Regions from separate parts of the Zea mays genome. Here region 2 is linked to region 1. Evidence: chromatin contacts called from public Hi-C data. All regions are on one chromosome and are shown on one strand. Each heading gives the region's core, a stretch centred on a gene start, on an enhancer-like site or on the middle of the called end of the contact. The rest is flanking DNA. Distances are from core to core; before and after follow the strand shown. Region 1 has its middle 17 kb from the start of LOC103650151. Region 2 has its middle 40 kb from the start of LOC100279736.

Evidence for each region. A called contact is a pair of places that touch in the nucleus more often than the background predicts.
Region 2: a Hi-C map of bundle sheath shows a contact between it and region 1, with 5 times the contacts expected there. The contact joins two enhancer-like sites. A contact is called at or near these places in 2 of 25 Hi-C or Micro-C datasets (bundle sheath and endosperm).

The regions. Positions count from the first base shown.
Region 1 is chr3:63,843,794-63,847,859 of Zm-B73-REFERENCE-NAM-5.0, reverse strand. No RefSeq gene overlaps it. Among protein-coding and RNA genes, the nearest start is that of LOC103650151, 17 kb to the right of the region's middle. Within about 2 kb of position 2,604, at least 17 of the 20 cell types and tissues checked have an H3K27ac peak or open chromatin away from gene starts, as enhancers often do. A contact at or near this core is called in bundle sheath, where this site is marked.
Region 2 is chr3:64,142,539-64,146,499 of Zm-B73-REFERENCE-NAM-5.0, reverse strand. No RefSeq gene overlaps it. Among protein-coding and RNA genes, the nearest start is that of LOC100279736, 40 kb to the right of the region's middle. Within about 2 kb of position 1,934, at least 16 of the 20 cell types and tissues checked have an H3K27ac peak or open chromatin away from gene starts, as enhancers often do. A contact at or near this core is called in bundle sheath, where this site is marked.

The DNA.
Region 1 (4,066 bases), core at 1,355-3,854:
CAAATCGACCTCCTCGTGGTGTGGCTCCTCTTGAACCACCTACTCTTCTCCTGTGGGGGTGTGAGACAACAAGAGTGAGCTCACACGTGATCAGAGCTCAACAAGTTGTGGGGAAAATAGTGGGCATGAACTCACCAATGGTTGGAGTTCATGTGATGTGTAAGGCTGATCAACAATAGGGGTTAAAGCTGAGCACTACTTTTAATAAGTTGGTCAAATTTTATTAGCAGTTACTAAGTGTAAGTAAATACCAAACCATAATAAATAATAGAACAAAAATAATAAATAATCCCATGCAAGTGCAAATGACAAATTGAATTTAAGTTACATAAATTAATCATGTGAGAGTTCTGAGCTGCTCTTGACCATGAGCTCGGCTAGTATACCAGTTTTACACTCTGCAGAGGTTGTACCCTGTAGCCACAAGTCATGTTTCCCATGTCGCCAGGGTTTGCAAGGCCCTTAGACACTACCGAGGTGAATGGCTAGGGATCCACTACGAGGCCTTTACAAAGTTCAACTAGCTTCCGAAAACCCGCTACAGTTTATGGGAAGAGCACTTGCAAGAATCCCCCGTCTGACCGCCATCGCAGCAAAATCAACCCGAGAACCTCCTTGCATGCAACTCCCCTACTGCCCTTGCCCCTTTCGGGTAAGGTAGTCTTCCACTAGCTTTCCTAATTAGTTAGCCAAGGGGTCCCATTCCTCCCTTGTGGTGGCACGTGTTTCTCAAGTTAAGATCCATGTTCCAATTAAAAATTATGATCTTGACATGAACATAAATAAAATAACTAAATAATTGGAACATGGATATAATGAAATATTAACCCAAAACCATATAAAACAATAGCAGAACTACCCAAGTGATTCAAGGGTAATCAAGGTAAAAAGGATAAACAGACTAGGGTGACCTATTGGGTCCCATCAAAATTAAACCTATGCATGAATAAGTGATATTAAAGAACATTATTGGGTAAACAAAAGTGATCAAGGGCACAACTTGCCTGGCACTTGAGATTCCAGGTACCAGGATGATTCTTCAGATCCTCGTGACCTCACTTCTAGTCGTAGCAATACAAACAAACATGGTATAGATAAAATTAACATCACACCAAACATAAGAACAAACTGCGTAATAATAATCTACGCTGCGTAACGAGATCGTAGGAACCAGTATCACTAAATTCGGAGTTACGGTTATTTAATTATGAATTTCTGAAGTTATCAAGTACTTGGAGTAGCATAACTCATGTGGATAATTTTAGTTCAAGTATCATGGGTAAACAGAATTACTAGGTGATAAACAATATTAAAATAAAATTATTGCCACTGGAACGGATCAATTTGGAATTAAAATGGGGAAGTTATGAATTTCCAAAGGTTTTATGTATTTGATATAAGATTAATTAGGGAATCAATTTTATTATTGTTTTCATGTCAAAACAGTGGTACTAGATGATAAACAATAATATTACAAAATTATAGGAATTGGAATGAATTAATTTGGACTTCATATGAATTTTCTATGAATTAAACAAATTCTAGCATTTATTTTTGCATAAAAATCATTTTCTAATTACTTTTACTGGATTTTATAAATCTCTGGACTGGGCGCATAATTCCCGAGAAAGGCAGCGGCATATGCGCAAGAATTCCCAAGAATCAGGGCCCACAACGCAGGACTGCGGGTTGGTTTTGTGGATCCACGAGGGTTCTTTAATAAAATGCATGCGACCAAGAGGGAACACCCGATCCGGACCGTCCGATTAAAAATAGACGGACATGATTAGCTTTAGGTATCTAACGAAGCGGTACGCATCCTTGACCACATGATTACCAATCAACGGTCCGGATTGATCCCCACCAATCGGTACACCGATTCTAATCCTAGCCGCACGCCCAACGATCAAAGGCTCATGCATCCCCTACCTCCTCATCTATCGGCGCGGTGCAGCAGACGCGGTCTGTGTGGCGCCCTCACCGGAGTTTGGCAATTCCGGCCATCCACTGGCACAATCCTAGCGAATCTCATGCTGTTTTAAAGGGGAGAAGGAAACATACCCGTTTGAAGGCTTATCGGGGCGGGAATGCCGTCTGTAGTTCACGGCTCGCGATGCGGCGCGGATCACGGGCAAATTCAGATTCCGACGAGGAATTGCGGTGACGAGGCGCCCCCACAACACCGAGCGATGCAGCGGCCATACTCCACTTGCATGGGTGATTCTCCACTCCTTTCCACCGGGATTTGGGCGGCGGCATCGTCGATTCGTAGGTGCGGCAGGAACCCCTCCCTTCTCTCAGCGACTCTGCTCTTTCTCGATGGCGAGGGATCTCTAGTGACGATGCGAGGTGGTTGAGCAAGAGGCGGGGCTCAGTTTTGTAGGTCACGGCGATGGCGCAACAGCCGCGGCCGAATCGGCTGGGAGGTTGACGAGGTCTGGTTGTTAGCTTCGTCCATGGAGCAAAATCCGCGCGAGGAAGACGACCGGCCGATGGGGCTCACATGTAGGTGAAACAGAAAAAAAGAACGGGGAGAGAGACGCGTGAACGTGTGCGTGCAGGGGGAAAATGCACCGCGACGTATGGCGCATGGGACCCACGCATCAGTGGCAGGCGAAGTCAGGTTGGCAAGTGGTCCCAAATGGTCAGTGTGCAGGCTGGTTTGCGGACACGTAGAGAGAATGATTAGCGGGGCCCAAATGTCAGTGCTGGCGGAATTGCGGGTTGGTTGGATGTGCTTTTAAATGGACCGACGGTGGGGTCTCAGCCCAAGTAGCGCTTTCACCTTTTCCTTTTTATTTTCTATTCTCCTTCTCTAATCTTTTTTATTCAACTTTTGAATTCAAATTTAAATGTGAACTTGCACTCAAATTAAAATTACAAAATAAACATACTAGTATGGGTAGATTTTTTTATTTATTTACTTATTTATTTTGTATAACATCTTTCCTTTTTTTCTTTATTCTCTTTCTTTTACTTATTTTCAAATTCAAGTTTAAATTCATAATTCTAAATTCAAATCTGAGTTTCAAATTTGGTTATAAGTGCAACAACACATGAAACCCAATCATGAAGCAAGCATAGTTTTTTATTTGAGTTATTTATTATCTCGGTTAAGCAAATGCTTCTAAACATAATAATGATTGGGGGGTATTTCCCAAATCAATAGGAAATCATCCCATTTATTTATTTTTCTGTGTTTAAAAATAAATTTTAAAAGTCTCGACAAGACTTGAGTCATCTAATTTTATTACTATCTTTACCTAGCAATACTCATTTAAATAAAGTCTTTTAGTGTATCATTTAATGAAATGAATAATCATTTTGTTGAATAGAAAACCTTTCTATTACTTCTTTTTCTAAAATAATTCTCGATTTTCAGAATTCAGTCCTCAATTTTCAACATACAAGTATAATTTGAGGAATCTAAATTTGCTATTTTATTTTTTTCATATATTTATTATTATTATTATTATTATTATTATTATTATTATTATTTTCTTATACACATTTTGGGCCTTACAGCTCCGCCGCACCACCAGTAGCTCGGGACACCCCTTGGTTTGCCCCTAACCCCTCTGGTTTATACGGTCCGCGTTCACCGTAGTGTTTCCTGTGCAGCCGGAGTCCACCGCCGTCGACCCAGGACTTCACCGCCTCCCCGCCGTCCTCCAGACGCTTCTGAGTTCGCGCTTGTGGTAAGCAACCTCCCCCTGCCTCTATTTCTCTGTTTATTGTCCTGGTTGTCGCGCAATTGCTCACCGGAGTAGGTTTGCGCCGCCTCGGGACCTTTCCGCCGTGGTCTGCGCCCTCTGGTGCTCCCACGCCGGCGTGATGCCCATGGTTGTGTTCGTCGTGTCGCCCTGAATGCGTCTGACCCTTTCCCTAAGCCCCTAGAGCACCGGAGTGGTCGTCCCCCTTGTCTCCGGCGAGACCCCACCGCGAGACCGAGCGGCGCCACCACGCTCATGTCCAGCCACCGGCTATTGGATCTCGGGCGTCCGTCTGAGATCAAGCGGTTTAGATTTAATCGGAGCGGATCTAATCTTAGCCCTTCGATCTAGAT
Region 2 (3,961 bases), core at 685-3,184, 300 kb before region 1:
ACACTAGGGTAACCTATTGGGCCCCATCAAAATTAACCTATGCAGATCATTATGATTAATCAGAACATGACTGGGTAAAAAGAAGTGATCAAGGGCACAACTTGCCTGGGACTTGAGATTCTAGGTACCAGGATGATCTTCAGATGACTCGTGACCTCACTGCTAGTCGTAGCAATAATAATCTAAAATCGTGGGTTCGAGAATCACTAAAATCGGAGTTACGGTCATCAAGTTATGGTGTGATTAACTGATTAAAACTAAGTTTTATGCTTATCTTATAAATCAAGAGAAAAGATAACCTAGAGTAGTAATTAATTCAACTTTAATTATAAATTGACCATATAACATATTTTAGTAGATTATAATGATAGGCAGATTGACAAGACTAACCAACATAAGTTAAATAAAGATCTAATTATAAAAGAATGAGGCATGGTACAATAAATGTTGTTACTGCATAGTAAATATTCATATGAAGCTAACGCAACTTGAACGGGTCAATTCGGAATTAAAACAGAGGAGTTATGAATTTTCGAAGTTTATTAAGTGCTTAGTTTAGAATAAATCAAGTGAATAATTTTAATTCAAGTTTCATGGCTAAACAAAGATACTAGATGATAAACAATATTAGAACAAAATTATTGCAACTGGAATTACTCAATTTGGAGTTAAAATCAATTAAATATGAATTAAATCAGTTTCTAGAATTATTTTTCTACTAGAAATCAATTTCTGAATTAATCCTGAGTTTTCCCAATGGCTCTGGACCGCGGATATAATTTCCAGAGAGCATAGGGTGCACTCTATAAAAACTAGGGGCCTATACCGAATTACTTAACATGGAAAGGGATGGCGAGTTCACAAGTCAAAAGGGTGAGGGTTCTTTTAGAAAAAAAGACCATGACTGTTATAATGCGTGGGCAACCAGAGTCGTTGGATTTAAAGGGAACGGTCCAGATTAGATTTTTATAACTACGAACCGGTACGCAATCGTACTCGTTGGATCTTCATCCAACGATTCAGATTTTTAAGTTGTCGTTCTGCTCTACACCCTTCATCTGCCGATCGATGACACATATCCAAATACCCCAAGCGGTATGCCAGAACCAATCTGGGCCGCCCGTTAATGGATCCACGACCCCGCACCTTTCTTCTACCCCCGACACGCCTAGGAGGCGGCGCATAAGCGCCCGCGGTGAAGTTCGCCAGAGCGCGACGATCAAAACCCCAGGTGCTCAGCTTCCTTTGTAACTGGGTGTATCAGAGAGATGAAGCAACAGGGAACACGACATAGGTATGTATTACCTGCAATGAACCGCGTGTACCCCCCGGCCATGGCATCCTGCGGCCAACGGTGAACGGACCGTTCCGGCGAGTAATTGCGGTGCTCCCTGTGGACATTTGTCACCAGAGCGGTCACCATTACAATCACGGGAACCAAGCAAACCCATTGCTCCCACCTTTAGAAGCAGCGTGCGGCAACCCATGAGTGCCACCGACGGTGGTGCTCTTCCCTTCAACGGCAATGGTGGTATTCGGTGGCAGCACCACCAACAAAAGAAAAGGGTGAGGAGGGGAGGTTATGTGGCCCCCACTATCGCGCCGCCCTCCAGTCTCTACTACCGAAACACCACCTGCATGACATCCGCGGCCATGGCGTTGAGGCCCAGGCGAGCGTGGCTCGGAGCAGGAAGCCAGGCGAGTTACGGCAAGAGAGGATGAGGAGCGTGGTTGGCGTCGAGTGGAGGGGATGGCGCAGGATATTTATTGCCCAGCTGACGTTGGCTTCAACGGACTCCACGGATCGCGGCACGCGCGCCATGCGCGCCGAGAGGAGAGCGACACCCACAGCTTCTGTTTGTGACCAAGCGGGGAAAGGGGGAGATCCTGACGAGTGGGCCCGTGGACCAGTGAGGGGAGGAGGAATCAGGCGTGGCATAGTGTCTAGCGGGTGGGGCCCATGTGTCGGCGCCCACAGTAGAACTGGGCCGCGCGGCAGAGGGGGTTGGGTGGGCTGAAAGCGCAATCTCGAGCCCATCTAGTTTTCTTTCCCTTTTTTTAATTTTTCCTATCCAAATTCCAATTTGAAGGGTTCAAACAAAATTTAAATTCATGTTTTGGATTTCTGATTTTTAAGATACACCATAAAGTACCAATGGTAATATAACTCCTACTCTTTGCCTTAATATTATTCATTTTGCTTCCTATTAATTACTTCTAGGAGGAATAGTTTACTTATTTTTACAACTTCTTTTCTAACTTTGATCTCCCATCCCTTCCTTTTGAATTTGAATTCAATTAAGGTTTGGATCCCTAGGTTTCCACTAAGATGCACCTCCTAAGAAAATCAACATGACATGCATATATAATACTTTGCATATGATCATAAAGGAAGAGCACCTTTATAAAAAATATTAACTCCACTTTTTATTGCACATAAGTTGGGTATTACACATAGACCCCTATAATTTTGCAGATTGAACCCTGAACTTTTATTTAATCACAGAATTGGACTTAATTTTGTATTTTAAACTTCAAAACTTTTTTATTTCATATCTTTTGCATATGAACTCCAAATTGAGTTATACAAATTGCAAAATGTTCATAGGATTAACCTCTATCCAAAGAAATTATGATCATTCACTGTCTGCACATTCTAATTTTATGCCTAGACTATAGGGTAGTTTATGTAGTAGTTTATTTACTTAATAAGATAAATAAAAAGGAAATCGTAGTGGTAATTAAATGTTTAATCTTGTGCGACTAATAATATGCAAGTATGAATCTATCCCAGGTGTAAGTGTTGTGCCTCATTAAAATAAGTAGAACCTAATTATGTAACCTATGGAGATAGATAATACTTAGAGAATAACAAACTTCTAAATGTGTTAGTTCACCCTATAACCTAAACTACCTCTCAATTTTATGTTGTTCTTTTGGGATGTGTTCACTTGTTTGTACACGATTGGTGTGTTGTTCATTTGTCTTTATCCAAATGTATTGAATACATGATCGCTTTATTTAGACGACGAGCAACTCGTGGTTCCTGAGTGTGTTGCTGAAGACCTTCCTAAGCAGCAACATGGTGAAGGCAAGTGTCCTCTTACCTACTATGCCCTACTTACTTTATAATTCACCGTCCCACATTAGTTTGTTGAAAACTAAGGATTGAGTACTCTGTATTCATTTTGTCCTTGTTACCTTTTTGGGTTACTATGGTTAGCTTTATGCTATTGCTTTAACTTAATCAACGCACATGATGTGAATATTTATGATACGATGATGTTATCCCGATGATGATCTTGTAATACATTAGGGGACTCAGGATGTTTCCTGAGTACCTCTTTGTAAGGACCTGTTCGTAAAGTGACCACCCAGTATAATAGTGCAATGGGACACCCTTAGCCGAATAATTAGATGAACCTGGGGTGTAGTTGGCTTTGCTGGAGGGCCATCAATGGGGGCCGGGGCATAGTGCTCGCTCTGCTAAGGGTGGGTGCCGAGGTTCATTCGATTTGGTTTGTTAGTCACCCACCTTAGGGAGGTGTACTGTGTTTGTACGACTGGCAAAACCTAACGAGCAGATATGCACTAGGGGAGTCTTTGTAAAGGCTACGTAGTGATACCCTACCAGGCCACCTAGGTAGTGGTCAATGGGGAGTAGCGCTCTCCGGGTAGAAAGAGAATCACGACTTGTGGGTAAAGTGTGTGACCTCTTCAAAGTGTTAGAAACTGGTATATCAATCGTACTCACTGTTAAGAGTAGCCTTGGAATCCTCTTTGATTAGAAGAATTTTGGATACTTTTATGATGATGGTTAATGATGATGGTTATAATTATGATCTCTTGTATTTCCTCTTGGAGGGAGTACATTTGGGTAATAACTGGGTTTATTACTAAACTTTGGCTCTACTATTAGTAATAAATACTTGACCAACTAAAAGCAACTGCTTAACCTTAA